2 separate regions of the Anas platyrhynchos genome follow, and region 2 is linked to region 1. Evidence: chromatin contacts called from public Hi-C data. All regions are on one chromosome and are shown on one strand. Each heading gives the region's core, a stretch centred on a gene start, on an enhancer-like site or on the middle of the called end of the contact. The rest is flanking DNA. Distances are from core to core; before and after follow the strand shown.

Evidence for each region. Hi-C and Micro-C count contacts between places; a contact is called where the count stands out from the background.
Region 2: a contact with region 1 is called in a Hi-C map of subcutaneous adipose tissue, with 2.6 times the contacts expected there. The contact joins the promoter of LOC101793288 here to the promoter of CEP68 in region 1. A contact is called at or near these places in 3 of 8 Hi-C or Micro-C datasets (liver, skeletal muscle and subcutaneous adipose tissue).

The regions. Positions count from the first base shown.
Region 1 is chr3:13,023,576-13,031,417 of IASCAAS_PekinDuck_T2T, forward strand. CEP68 (centrosomal protein 68) reads right to left here and starts at 3,055. Exons shown (of 7, transcript XM_072035310.1): 1 at 2,918-3,055. SLC1A4 (solute carrier family 1 member 4) reads right to left here. Exons shown (of 8, transcript XM_005018152.6): 8 at 6,407-7,842.
Region 2 is chr3:13,243,335-13,251,176 of IASCAAS_PekinDuck_T2T, forward strand. LOC101793288 reads left to right here and starts at 4,433. Exons shown (of 26, transcript XR_011808005.1): 1 at 4,433-4,990; 2 at 6,307-6,382. AFTPH (aftiphilin) reads right to left here and starts at 4,120. Exons shown (of 8, transcript XR_003496100.3): 1 at 3,953-4,120.

The sequences.
Region 1 (7,842 bases), core at 1,805-4,304:
AAAGTCGCCACCGAAGTTGGTGGAAAACAAGGGCTGTGCCCCAACCCACCGCGTCCCACCGCCAGCGCTCGGCCCACGGGCTGCAACAAAAGCGGCGACGTGGCCGGAGCTTCCGTCCTGGGGTCCTGTTCAGCGGGGCACCCCAAACCACAATTTGGGGTCACGCACACTGCGGGCACTGCTTTTGGTTTGGGGTCACACACACTGCGGGCAGTTTTTTGCTGTTTTGGGATCACACCCACACCAACACTGCTTTTTGGGCCTGCAGGATTTCCTTTTTATTACTGTTTTCCTTTTTTTCTGGCACGCTTTTCTCCCAAAAAGCCCTTCTACGGCTAAAAAGAAATACTCGGAGTTGTGCTTTAACCCCCCCAAAAAGGGGGAGAGCAGCGGGACCCGCCGAAGCATGCCCTGCTAACGCAGCAACCGCAGCTGCAACACCGCTACCTGTAACGGAGAGGGGCCAAAACAGCAGAACCCGCCCTCTTCTCCCCGCGGACACCCCCCTGGGCTCACGGAGCCCCCCGGAGCCCCCCCAGGCCCCCCCCCAAGCCCCGCACCCCGTGCCCGGCCCGCACCTACCGAGCAGCGGCCCCGGCGCCCCCGCTCTCCCCCGGCCCCGGCGCCGCGCCCCCTTCCCCCGCGTCTTAGCCAATGGGAGCGCGAGGAGTTGCGTCACAATGGGAGCGGGGCGAGCCGGCGGCCAATGGGAGCGGGGCGTGCTCCCCCCTCCCCTACCGGAGAACCCCCCCCTCCTCCTCCTCCCCTTTCTTCGTTTTGGGGCTGCTGCAGGGCAGGGCTGGGAGGGAGCGGACCCTGCTCTCCCGCCCATATCCTGCTGCCAAATCCAGCCAAGCCCCTACCCCAGGCTGCTCAGGGTTGGTGAGCGCCAGGGCAGGCGTTTTCCTGCTGCTCCGGGAGCTCAGGACCTTGTGCAGCAAAGTCTCTGCAGTGAAGGGAAAGGATTTATTTAACCCATTCTGCGGGTGCTGGCACTCGAGGGGCAATCCCCGTGCCTACAGCACAAAGCAGGGCTTGAGTGCCACAATCAGACCTGAAAGCACTGCTTCTGTGCTCTGGGAAGCTGGGATGGCAGTCTCCGTGTTGTCCGTTATAGGGATATTAATAGTGCTGCAGGGGGAAGAAAGAGCAGTCAGAAGCGCTTTGCCACCTTTAAGAGCCACAGAGTGAATGTTAGGTGTAACACATCAGTTCACCAGCCTGTCTTGCAGTGGGAAGGAGCTGCCACAAGTCTTCCCTGGTTCTGCTGGCAGCGTGGAGGTGACTGACCTTATCCCCCTGTTAGAACAGCTCAGGCACTGAGTTGCAACATCGCTGTGTTGTAACCTGGTAGCACCGCATTCCTCGCTCCTTCAGGACAGGTTTGTAGGCAAACTCCGACCCGTGCTCATGGGCAGGAGCCATCTGGGCACAGAACTGCTCCGACCCCTCTCCGCAAGGTGCTAGCAGCCCAGCAGTGGTGATGTGCTCGTGCGTTTTGCTATTAGCCCTGGCATCGGCACTCGGACACCTTTGGAGGTGCCAGCCCATTTGGGCAACAGGCCAGGACAGGCTCTGTTTGCTTGTCACCTCAAAGAGACAGCAAAACCCCCTGTTGTATTATTAAAGTTCCTTTCAGAAGGTTTCACGTAGGCCTTCCTCACTTTAATTTGTACTCACCCTTTCTTTAGTCCTTCAGTCCTTCGGTCCCTGCCTGAGCTGTGCTGTGGGTGTACCTGCTGCCAGACATGTTCCTAAATTGTTTGGTCTCACAGGACTGGGAGAGATCCTTTTCTTCCTGGGGTTAACAACCCTTTTTACTCCCAGATGTCTGCATTTCCATGTCTTGGACCCATTCCCCTTGTTCTCTTGATTCACTCTCCCTAGGTCACGCTTCTTTGAAACTCAAAACCTAAACCTTGCCCCAAACTCCAGCACAGGCCTGGCTATGATAAGGCAAATTTAGTGTGGTTCTCCAGGCTGGGTTCCTGTTTACACATCCTGGTATGCTACCTGATTATTCACAGAGCAGGGCACTTGACTCATGCTTCAAACTGCCCGTAACTTCCTGATCCGGCTCCTTAATCCACCGCTTCCCAACAGTATTTGTGCAGTTCGTTATTCTCATCTAGATTAATTCTTTAGATCCTCTCTTTTCCAGACCCTCTGCCAATTCTTCTGATGTTGCTCTGAATTTCAGCCCTGCCCTCCTCCCCGTTCCCAGACCTTTTCTTCCAGGTGGGACCCACAGGTTTTCTGTTCTAAAACGGTTGTCGTTAATCAAATACTTACAGCCATATGGTAGGCACCTGGGGAATCCAGTCCCTCAGCTGCACATTTACTCTAGTAACGTCTGAGTAAGCAGCTTCATTTCAGCCATGTTGCTTTAGCTTCTTTTTAGTTAGAAAAAAATCACCAAAAGCCTAGAAACCTTCCCTTACCCATACATTTAGATCACGTAAAACATTTAGATAAAAACCACTACTGCAGTGTTACTAAGGCTTTCCTAAAAAAAGGTAGCTGCTGCTTCTCCTTCCTAATTTTGCAGGAACACCAGAAAATTTGACTTAAGGGAACACAAAGCAGCTCACAAAATAAAACATGCAAAGCAGGATTAATTAAGAATAGAGAAAAAACAGAGTGATACCTATTTTAGTGTCAACATTGGAGTGCAGGGAAATGAAATGTACTGTTAGCAGCTGGACAACTTCAGTTCTTTACCACTTAGTTGCTCAGCTGGACAGAATGGAAGGATTTAGCCCTAGAAAAAGGCCAAGTAGAAACTGCACTTCTCCTTTCTGGCCACACGATGTACCCATCACACCATAAACATCCTGGCTTCACTGCCAGCAACAGGCAATCCAGCCCTAAAGGCAGGTGTTTCTAGTTTCCACCTTCTCCCAAAGCATCTCCTTACCTCTGTCCAGGCCGAGGCAGCATTGTCGTCCCTCTGAAACACCCAGGCAGCGCAGATCAAGGCTCGGTGCTGTTGTGCAGGTGGGGATTAATGGGAAATGCTCTGACTTTCCTCTTGTTGGATGAAGGTGATGCGTTGCTGTGGAATAAATATGAGCCAAGCGGTCAGGAGGTGGTGGCAGCTGCCAGTCAATATAAATTATAAGGGACAGTGAATAATTGGGACTAATTTGACTTTTTAAGTGTGAGATTTTACCACTGCTTTTGATGGAGAACTTGGGGGATTTCTTTTTCATTCTAATTCCAGGGTTGTATTGTATTGTTATTTGTATGTTGTCCTGAGCAGAACTCAGAGACTCTTCAAAACCAGAGCTGTGATCTGCACGAACCAATCATCAGCATGGAGCTTTGTAAAAGAAATAGATGGTTTGGTATAAATTTAAAATTAGTTAATGTAAGCATCACAATAGCAAAGCAGTGGTTTGAAGAATGGCTTGGAGTCATAGCAAATGATGCCATGCCTAGCAAAAGGTTTGGCCTTTGTTTTTTTTTTTGCCAGGCCCAGAAGGCCTGCACACAACTAAGACCATAGCACAGTCGACTTGTTCAAAGAAGACCCTGCTCTCTGATAATAGGAGGATGGCATCAGGGTCACAGCATTCCACATCTCCTATTCCTTCTCTTGGCAGCCCAGCAGGAAGAGAGGCTGCAGCACAGGACCGCCAAAACCCAACAATTCTTAACGACTATTAAAGAACTCTCCAAAAAGTAGGAGATTTAGTGAAGATTTGACAGGCACCATCCTATTTTGCTTATGTGGCACTCAGGTGATTGGGACCAGACCACTCGGACACACATTTCGTGGCTTGTGAGTGTGAATAAGTGAAATCTATAAAAGAATGAGTGTGAGCGGGTAAAATTGGCTTACATACAAATTCTTTAAATAAATACTATATTCCCCTTCTATAAGATCTTATTCTGAGTTTGGCTACACCGGTTTCCTAACACAGCAGGAATGGTACTGCTGAAAGGATAAAGCCCCATACCTTAAGGAAGCTCAGTGAGCCAAATTACTTGAGCTAATTAATGTTACAGTACCAGGGAAGCAATGTTTAATCTCAACGGCTCTGTTGCTGTTGGTTGGAACCTGCTCAGTTTGCAAGCTTTGAGTTCTGAATATTTGGAGGCCTCCCTCAACCTCTGGTAGCTGTGGGCATCTCCATCTAATTATATTGTAGCATACCACAGTGAAGAGAATCCAGATCTGCCTGATTGTGTACGAGTTTTCGTGACACAGTAATTACAGTAATTTACATAGCATCGCTGATCACTATCCCGTGGAGATGGTGAAGTCTAGTTACCCAAGACTCTGGAGTGGCTTTGTGTTGCATCTCCAGTCCTAGGTTTCAGAGCCAGTTTGTAATTTGTCTGGTCTCTGGCATAAAGTTTGACAAACCCAGCCCTTACGATCGTGGAGATAACTTTCAAAATGTGGAAATAAATTCCAGCTGCTACCCTTCCTGCCCAGTCTAAAACCACAGGTATCCTCCTTAGCATGGTGGCTCTACTCTCACATCCAAGATGCAAGAACTTGCAAGAACAGCAAGTTAGCTGTAAACTTGCCAAGCTCTTTTCATGCAGATCACAGCACACGAGACTCCCAAGAGGTGCAACGTACTTGTACATTCGCTTGAATGCTCATAATGGGAAGACAGCAGAGATTTGATTTTCAACAACCTAACATCACTCCACATATCTGAAAGGTGACCTGACTATTAGCACAGCTGTACCACGCAACCTGTTAGACCCAAACCAGTCATTTGATAGCAGAACAACATGGTGTTGTCTTTCAACCTTTTAGCTGACTCACAAAGCACTTCCCTACAATTATATCTACCTTAATCAAGCAAGCCGAGGATTAAAAAAATAATAATAATAAAAGAACTAATCTGCTCCTTGGCCATAATTGGATTTCATCTCTACATATTCAATTACAGCAGTAGCAGCTGCTTTTGTTATAAATTTATTTTAAGTGTTTTTCTTTGTGTGAACTTCTAAAATGTGTGGTCTGTCTTTTTAACCCATCACTCATTTTTAGAAGGAAAAAGTGAAGTACATTTTCCTGAAAGCTCTCTTCTTAAAAAATGATTGAATTACTTCAAAATTTAAAAGCATGAGGCCAGATTGGCAGGTGGTGGTAGAAATATCATGCAAAACTTCATCTGTTTTGTTTAGTGTTAAAGCTCTAAAAATGTCTGGATTGAGTCAGCTGGGACTCAGCCTAGTGTTTGACTTGGTTCTCATTGAAGACAAACCAATCACTCCACATTTTTCCATGGGTCTCATAAAGGTTCATGGCTTTCAAATGGTGAGGCACTACAGCTCTGACAATCACCACCTACCTCAGAAAGTTTCCGAAAACCTGCTTGTTTCAGGCAGCAGCCATCTCTGTATCCAGAGCTGACACTTGAACAGCTAGCAACTAATGTGCGAGAGCACTCCTCTGGCAGCTTGCTGGTTGAGCAGCGTTCCTCCAGGTATCTCCTTAGGGTTTCAGCAGGGAAGCAAGAAGACAAAGACACAACCCTGAGGTCAGATAGGCTTTTTGGAAAACATCACATTGATAGATTTATAAAATTAACATACCAAAACACAATACCATTACAATTTGTAAATCACACATGCACAGGTCCTTCAAATTACACTTCTTTCTTCTGGAGCTTGCAATTCTTATGAATTCGCACCCTTCTTTTTTAGTTCCAGGACCTGAATTTAATGCTTGAAGCTAGCAAAAATACACTTATATAGTAGATTCTTATCAGGATTTGTGATATTCTGCATCTCAGTATAAAATCTACCCTACATACAAGCTTTTAATGGAAATGCTGTATCAAAACCACTTGTTTCCAAATCCAGGCCCTCAGTTCTGAAACCATCACACTGATCAGACTGAGTATGGGGACCAAATGCAAAATTTCCCCAAACATACCAATCTATCCCAAAGGATTTGCTACGTGATTTCTCCCACTCCTCAGTACTCCTCCAGAGAATGAAGTCTGGTCATTTGGCACAACAGGCCACAGGTCTGTCAGCCCCTGTACCCCACTATGATGCACGTCTCTAAAAACTGTGTACTAGTCCCAGCTTTCCTGAAGACCCTTTAGAGCTGAGTATCTGTGCATACGGCTTGAAGAAATGTTACCTAGCATCAGGTCACCACGAGCTGCAGGGGAAGGAGGTAAATGGACTGATAGGCAGTTAACCAGTGACATCGGCATGCCAGTGAAGGTCGTGGTCTTGCAAAGAGGACCCAAACACCAAGGTACACAATTTTCATTCAGGGGCATTTCCAGTGGAATCAGAGTTTGCTCGGGTCGTGGTATCAGCACGGAGCTCAAGATCCCAGTCCAGTAAAAGGCCTGGCCACCTAGGGCAAACGTTGATCCAGCTAAAAAGCCAGGTCTTCTCCAAACAAAGACCAAAACATGAATTCTATTTGGGGTGATTTTTATTTCAGATTGAGAAGCTACACAAAGAGAGAACAAATATACATTTCCATGACAGAAGGGAAAAAGAGAGAGCATCCTATTGTGTCACCCTTCTAATGCAGCAAACCATCTCAACCTGAACCACAGGACCGTCTTCTCCCCAGGCAGGCAGGGAGAATTTTAACACCGAGGAGAGCCCTACACAGTAAACATCTGTAATATCTCCCCCAGGGTCACACCCCCCAGACACAGCAATATGGTCCTTTTTGCATATCCATCTGTTCTCGGTAGATAATAAAAAGGCTGATACAGAGTCACGTGGATCAAACCCACTGCTTTAGAACAGGAACAGTTAGAGAAGTTCACAAGCATCAACACACCCACATGGCACACGTACTCATTGAATGGAGTGGTTGCTCTACGTGCATTCAGCACGAGGTTTTATCTGAAGGCAGGTACCTTTGTATCTGTCAATTTGGATTGTACTGGAGCAGATGGCAGTGAATTTCAGAGTTCATCCGTGTGTCACTTTATTAAAGTAATTAATCAAATGGCTTAGCATATAAAAATACAAGGATCCTCCCTTCTAATTAGAGCGATTTGTGTTCATGTAGAAATAAAAGCACACACATACATATGCACATCAGAGGCAGGACTGCTGACAGAAAACTTAGAGGATAAAAGAAACCCACTTTCCCTGTCTTACAGACTAGGCTTTCGTCTCACATCAGGACATCTTGTTCTCCCTCCTGTCTGCAGGGACAACAGAGTCTCTTGCCTTTGGTGCATAGTTTCAATAAAAACCCAAACAAGGCACCTGTAAGGGTAGTAAGGCAGATCGCGTACCTCTGCGGCAGAAGGAGGCACCTCGTGTCTTAGCGGTGGTCCTGCTGTCCCTGAATCTAGAGGGCTAATCCAAACCTTCCTCCTCCCCAAGTGTGAGTGAGTCAGTCTCAGTTTACCACAAAGAAGCAGCAATTCCTCTTTGCTTTGAAAACGAGGCACATCTCCCCTTAGCAGAGGTACACACGGTTATTTGTACTGCTACTCACAGTCTTCATCCTGCACAGCACACGCTTTGTGCATGACCTTACAGAAGTGCAGCCAGGATAGCAACAGATTTAAGCCTAAATAAGACTACATTCTTCAAAGACTGGAATATTGAGGAATGGCAAACATTACCTCTACATTGGTGCTCAGGAAAGCAAGGCCAACAGAACATGCATTGTGGGGCAGACCAAGGAGGCAGTAAGGGCTAGGTTGGTCACAAGTTTTTGAGTTATTAAGTGCAAAATGTGACTAAGGTATTGCCTTCACATAGGGTTGTTTGTTTTTTTTCGGCCCAGCTCCTCCTCTGAAGTTGAATCTTTGTCTTTGTCCCCTCAATAACAGGATGTGAGACCATCTATGTCCTCACGTGGAGCTAGAATATCTTTAA
Region 2 (7,842 bases), core at 3,183-5,682, 220 kb after region 1:
CATTATGGTGGTTTCAACAAACACCGCATACGCCAGACACCTTCTATGAGGAAGTGTCGAATGTAAAAGCAACTTTAAAGTAACAAAACTCAGGAGGCTTCCTTCCAGCAGGACTCAGGCACTTATCTCAGGCTTCCTGTCCTCCCCAAGCTGGCAGTAAACACAAGGCATCCTCAGACAATTCACCCTATATAAGATCCAAACCTCTTTGCCACTGCTTCTCTCCCTCTCATCGCATACGAGAAGACTAAGTTAGGCGGCACAAATGGGAAATGGAACTAGCTCTGAGATCTCTTCCTTTAAATCTTACTTGTCAGATTATACAGAAGCAGTCAAATGCATGCTTTCACTAGCTGCACTGTTTCGCTTCTCCATATTCCATTTATGCTCAGCCATGGAATGCAAGGAACATCTGAAAAACACGAACCTGAACGTTGTGTTTGTTCATGACTCTCCTCTTAACCGAGAATAGCATCACTTCCCCAAAACAAAAAGACCCGGTTATTTTTACAAAATTGCTATGAGCAAAACAAACGTAATGTTTTCACTGCAAATCAACTGACTGGCTTCAACAGCTGCAGAAAAAGACACCGTACCTAAATCTGTGCACAGACATTGGGGAAGATGTTATAAGAACAAGCACGGTTTTAAACTCATGTAGGCAAACACGCTTGGCTGGGAAAGTCAACCAGGTTTAAGATCTGGCTCTGTGGGAACACTGCATTTGTGCGTAACCTACTGCACACATCCAAACAATGCATGAAGCGAGAGATTGCGTAAGGAATGCATAACCAGGATGCTTTCATTCTTAACATTTCTTCAGTTCATTTTACAGCAGCGTTCAACTCTGCGAGAAAATGCATTTGGGGGTGTTACCCTGAAACGTGTTATTTGGGAACCTGTTCTAAATGAAGATGAAAAGGTGCTGGATTAGAAAGTATTAGAACTAAATTACCTAAGGTCAACTCTTCTTAGAGGTTTATTTACAGAGCAGTATGTTCTCCAGTGCACTCAAACCTCACGTACACTAAAGTAAAGAGCAGCCTACAACTGCCTCGAGGTGCATTCTTAAAGGAAAGGGTCTCACAAAGCTCGCCAGAGGAAATATGCTAGCACAAGCAAAACAACTCTAGTTTTTCCCTCCATTACTGCAAACTCTCGCTTGCTTTTAAGTGAACCAGTATTTTCTTCAACGTGCAAAGAAGCAGGTGAGAAAAACAAAGCAAAAATGTACCTGACCGAAGGAAGTTAAACACACTTATCAAGAACTCACTCACATTATTCAGCATTTATCCCACCCACAGATATTGCTGTACTAAGAATATTAAGAAACATTCACAATAAACCAGGGACACCTAATACTGCAAAGAATAGGATCTATTTTGCATCATCTTTCAACAGACATATGACCCTGAGGTTTCATCTTTCCTTTCCCCAGTACCTACTTTCAAACATACTAAAGGTAGGTGAAGATTTCCCTTCCTTGTGGTTCTTCCAAATGACTCTTGGATTTTTTAAAGAAAAAGAACACGAACACAAATTACTTCCCTTACAGAAACAGACTCATTAACTCACCTTGCAATTGGTGCCCATACAGAAACATTCCTTGCAGTGACAATCCAAAACTTTAATTGCTACAGACATTAGCACAGAACAAAGTCTGCTGGAAATGAGACTGTCAGTTTTCAAACACGGCACATTTCAAGACTTTTGTGTGTGTGTGTACATAGGAGCAGCTTGAAGTAAAAATCTGTGAAACCTACCGACGAGTAGGATCTGAGAGAGGCACTTTTCCAAAGAGGACTATCCAGAAAAATCATAAATGAGTATTTTGAATCCCCATGAAAAGGTTAGCATGTCATTGCAGTAAAACATTCACAAAGACATAGTTTAAGTTGTCAGACACTACAATAGCACAGAAAGGAATGAACAGTCTGTAGAAAAAGATAATGAGTATCTCAAAGATGATTATGCTGCTGAGTATCGTGCAAACAACCAGATCTAGCACAGGTTTCTTTACCACTGGTTTTCCAACTGATACCAGTACATTTCTGCACGGAGAGCTCTATGAATATTTCAAGAGGCAAGGGCAAAGAGTTGGCTGAAGTCTGTCTAAGCTGGTTTATTATTTCCACTGTGAAAGACAAGTCTTCTGAAAGTGCTGAAGAGTTTCAGGGGTTTTTCATGCAACTAGGGTGTTAAAATGCTGACATTAACTTAAGTTAGTAAAGCATTTCTTGATGGTTACTTACAAACATGAAATCACATGCTGCCTCAATCAAAATAAATATGTAAGAAATACAATTGACTGCAAATAAGTCTAAATTTTTATAGATCTATGAAATCCTGTGCTAAATGAAACCATGATCATGGCAAAAAAATAAACAGAAGTACTGGATAGCACAAATTGCTATATTCAGGCTGAGATCCTTCAATTGTTTACTTATAAACAAATTAAGGAAGTCAAAAGGAGAGGTCATGCTTTCACATGACCTTAGAAGGTCACACAACACGTATTTTATTCAAAACATCATGTGGAAAGGAAACACCACAACATATCACGTTCTCTGAAGTCTCTTTCCTATGCAGCTAATTCGTATTTAAGTTTCAATTCTCATATCCTCAAGTTTATGCTATTAATTTTCACCTACGTGATAGAGAGATTTCCTGAAAAAATAAAATAAAATAAACTTATCAGTCATGGGTACTTCAGCTCTTCCCCTGGCTCTCCCAATTAACACGCTATTCCTCCAGATACATCTCCAACTGCATTATGAGCGTGCCTACAGACTTCTGTCTGCGCTGACAATACAACCTAATGTTTTTAGGCTTAAAGTAGGCTAATTGGTTTTCCGAGTCTAGTTCATACGTCCAGAGAATAAAACAAGAAGGAAATACTTTTAATTACGTTCAACCTCTAAGGACCAGCCCAGTTAAAAAACCAACTTCCATCAAACTCACTTTGCCATGAACTCGGCAGCTGAAGAAATCAGCTCTAACGCAGCACATCATGCTATAAAACACACATGGGAACAAAACTTATGTGACCAAGGCGGTACAGCTCCTGTTAATGAAGTTTTTTGTGGTACCTCAGTTCATTTACGAGCAGATGTTTACTTCAAATGGAGCAGCAAACTTCCCAAAGTTTCGATTTCTGTGCAGGGCGCTGAAGCTGGACGAAAGGGGCTGCCACCACCAAGAAACCAACTCAGTGACACTCTGAAGGAATGCTAGGGCTTAACCCTTCGTTTAAGAAACTGTTCTTCTCTAAGAAGAATATTTGGGTTTGTTGGATCGCCACGTACAACAACAAACTGAAGCGTCAGTGCTCAGTATGCATTTCAGCACTTAATACGCGCTTTAACGTTTTTGCTGATATTCAGAACGGCGTTACATTGAGGAATAACACCCGACCCACCACATAACTTTTTTTTTGGAGTGTCATCTTCGCCCGAACGCAGCTCCTGCCCCTCTGAGGCGAGGCAGAGCAGCAGAAACCAAGCCCCGGGGCCAGCCCCAGCGGTGGCTCCGCACCACACGCCCCGAGCCCCCCTCTCGCAGGGCGGCCCCAGCCCTCGGCCCTCAGCCGCCACCTCACGATCGTGCCCGGCCCTTGGGGCCCTTGGGGCTGTCCCCACGTCCCCGGGGGGCTCTCCAAGGGACAAAGCCGAGGGCTGAGGTCCGACCCCTGGCCGCTGCGGGGATTTTCACCTCAGCCTCCGCCGGGCGCGGCTGGAGGGAGGGAGGGAGGAAGGGAGGGAGGAAGGGCGGAGAGGAGATCCCCTCGCAGGGCCCGGGCGAGGCAGGACAAGCCCTGGGGATCCCCCGCTCGCTGCCGCGGGGTATGGGGTGCCCTTCCCCGGCCGAGGCCCGGAGGAAACCGGCCGCCCCCCAGCTGGGCGACCCGCCGAGGCGAGGGGACCGCGGCTGCGGCGGCGGCGCCGCCTCTTACCTGAGGGCTGCGCGGGGGGCGGCGGGGCCCGGGCGGGCATGGCTGCGGTGGGGTAAGGGGAGAGGGGACGCGGCCGGTTATCTGAGGCCTCCCGCGGCAGCCGCCATCGAGGGGGAACCCATGTCACGGCGACAGGAACCGCGTCGCGGCAGCCCGGCCCCCTCCCGGCGGCCACCGCCTCCTGCCCCGCTGCCGCCGCCCACTTGGCCCCGCACAGCCGCCGCCCCCGTCGCTCCCAGCGGCGGCCGGAGAGGCGGGCAGCGCCGGGGCGGGCGAGGCGGATAAATAAACGACGAGCGGGCGAGCAATGCTGCGGTGGTGGCGGCTGCTCCGCTAAGGGAAACGGCGGCGCTGCTGCGCGGCCGCCATCTTGAGTGCTGGCAAGCCTCCCCTACCGCGGCAGGGCGGCCATCTTGGACGAGGGGTGAGGCGGGGGAGCGGCTGGCAGGGAGGTGAAGCCGTGGCCGACATGTTGAGTGAGGGCAGCGGGTTTTTTTTTCCTTTTTTTTTTTTTTTTTTTCTTTTCTCCTGGCGGCCGTTATTTCCGCATAACGGCTCCCCGACAACTTCCACGGACCCTCGGGTCTCCCCCAGTCTGCACAGCCCCTCTGGTGCCTCAGGGAGCGGGCTGGGGTCTGCAGCTGCGAGCCCCGTGTTGCGGTGCTTTCCGTGCTCTCACCTAGTGAATGTGAGGGATTTAAGTCTTATTTTTTTTTAAGAGGTGCCCTGTGGCTGCGCAAGGTGGAGCCTGAGGGAGGCTGCTCGGGTGCGGAGCCGGGAATCCTGTCAGGAGCCGTGCCCTGCCCTCACGGCTGCCGCGGTGAGGGGGCTCGGGGCCGTGAGGGAGTTTCTCCGCGGAGAGGTCCGGCAAACCGGTGGGAACATAAAAAAAGAACCCCCAAAATAGAGCTGAGGAATCGGGGAGAATCTGTCGGAGTGTTTCAGCGAGGAAAGTGGCAGGAGGAGAGCTGAGAGAGGACAGTGCTTCGCAGTGGGAGCAGCGCTGCAGAGGATGGGTGCCCCTGGTGTGAGGACTCGGTGAGGGCTCAGAGCATCTCTTCTCAAAATCTCTTGAAGAGATTTTGGTTTTGCCTGTGTTATGAGGTGGCTTCATTTCTGATTCTTGAGGGTTAGGATAACATTCCTGCATAGGAAATCGTTGATTGCAAAATTTTGCCCCTTTGAAGTTTAGGGGGAAGTAGTCTGATCCCATGTATATGATCCCACAATCCTGTTTCCAAATCCACCTCTGGAACAGACAGCAGGATCGCTATTCCACCTTTTATGTCTCTGCGTGACCAGGGGGCAAACTTCTTGAACTTCAGAGCTTACAAACCACTTAATCCTCGTGGAGTCCCTGAGGGCCTGCCTGCGTCAAGCTGAAACCTCAGTTCGTAAGCACTGGGGGCTGCCAGAGTTGCCTCCTTCAAAGTGTAGCTTGGTACAAATTTGTTTCTGGGAAATGAGATTCATAAGTGTCTCCATTTAATAGAGAAGGTCTGTGCATAGGCTAGTTTCAAGTGCAACTCTAGTCAAATCTTCCTTTAGTTGAACTGGGTTTCTCAAGGTTGTATTTTTGTGGTTTAGTTCACTTGTTTACTGTGCAAATTCAGTCAAAAGGGGTAGAAAGACTGTCAAGAAAGCACACAGGGGGATACTGTGGTTTTTATATTTTTTTTATGTGCCCTTTTCCCCAAGGAGCACAAGCAGACAATGATTTGATCTCATAGATGAAAGAACGTTAACAGCAAAACCACTAATAAAAATCATGAGAAATACCACATGCATACTTCTGTGTGTTTTTTCTTATGCTTTTTTCCATTCCTAATGCCTGTTTACACTGTATTGGTAAGTATTGTCAAAACTGCAAACACCAAGTATTTTAAAATGCAAAACAAGGTTTTAAATAATGTGCGAAGCCTGATATACATCCCTTGACAGTAGCAAACTGAACACTACAGTGGTTACAACACGCTGACAAATTACAATAATAAAATAGCAATCAAAGCGTAATAATAAAACTTTGTTCCTATGGAGGCTTAAGCATATATTTAGACACAGTAATTTTTCTGAGGTAGGCTTAAAACAGGGTTGTACGTATGACTCTTCGTGTTTGAGATGGGTTTGTGAATAAAAATGCCTCAAATGCTTTTTAAGAGTAATTATAATTAATCTACTAATTTAATAAGACATATAAGGCCTCTGGGAAGCATGGGAAAATTATATTGTTAATACAATATTTCAATTACATTAGGAGTCCTGTTACAATAGCTTAAGATAATCATAAGCGACTATTAATGAGGCTGGGTGAGTGTTACATTTCGCCACCTGGTGGCTGTTTTCTTTTTTTCCAGCTTAGTGTGAGAAATGCAGTGTAAAGCTTGTGCTGACCTGGCAGGAGAGGAGGAGAAGCAATGAGGGGACTGGAAGGTAGGCAATTTAGCTATCAAAGAACTTTGACCTTCACCCAGTGTAAAATGTGGTTTACGATTGTATGGGTGAAGAGAAAAATCTGTAAAAGAAGTGAAATACTTAGTTGTAAAGCACCAGACAAATTAGGTAATTTTTTCCCATATCTGGCAACAGCCATTAAGTTCTAAAGCCCCAAAATATACCTCAGAGTGTGCTGTTAGTCCATGGAGCATCTTTTCCTGTACCAGCCGTGTTTATATAATGGTCATTGGCTGTGTGTGTTACCCACCCCTGTGGCAATATTGTAAATAACATAATTAGAGGAGCTAATTTTATTATTATCTTCTACAACTGAGGCATCAATGATATGAATGAACATATTGGATAAACACACAGCCTTCTAAACAACCCAGGCAGCAACCTGAGCCCCTGCACCCTAAAACAAATGCAAAGCTCTTGTGTGGAAGAGCCACAAGCCCAACCATGTACCACAGGAAGAGAGCCAGAAAGATCAGCAGCGTCAGTAATTAGGTCCTAGAATAGAAGGAAAATGGTTAAGTAAAATTCCCGGATGGTTTGAGGAAGTGAGTCATATCCTAAGTTACAAAGAAAGGCAGAAAATCCTTCCAAATGGTCCCTGCCAGTTTGACCAGAGGGAAATTTCCTTCTCTTGGTGGTGTTCAGTAGTTTCTAGGATCAGAAGCTTTAATCAGTATGCAGTTGTGAGTCTGTAAAATTCATTTAACTTTAATGCAGGATCAGATGAGAGGTAAGTGTCCTACATGAAAAAGTGAAGGTGATCTTCACTTAGGCGTAGCCTGAATGATTGACAAGATGTGTGGGATTTTTTTTTTTTAGTCATTCCTGCGTAAGCTTTGCTGGTTGAAGGGGATTACATTTGCTGACGAAGGCAGACTGACTCTTTATAATAGCATTAGCCGTGTTATGTATTTGTTCTATGAAGTGGAATCAACGAGTTACAACCCTATTCAAGGTTATATTTTCAACACGAGTTACAACCCTATTCAAGGTTATATTTTCAACACATGAACGTTTCCTTCGCAGAATTGCATGGATTACAGACACTGTGTTATTTGAAGACTGTTCTAGAGTAGCGTTCTAAAAATCTTCAAACATTTTGAACTTGTTTCCTTTTTTTGTCTTATACTTCCATGTTATTTCTATTCTGACAACATTATGAAAAAACGCTGTAATCTTGAGATATCCATCTCAGTGCGAAGCCCCTCTTACGTAGTGCAGTAAAGGTTTTAGTTGAAGTGGGACTGGTCTTGATAACTCCAAGGTCTCAACTGGTTATCCACAGCAAACCAGCTTTATGAGTCACTACTGCTAAGTCCTAAACTGTCAGGAGAGGGCGCAGCCTTCTTAGAAGTCTTAGATGGAAAAAGATGGCATGGTGTGTCAAAATGATTCAGAAAGGCTGTCTCAAAAACCCACAAGGTCTGCAGGCTCACTCC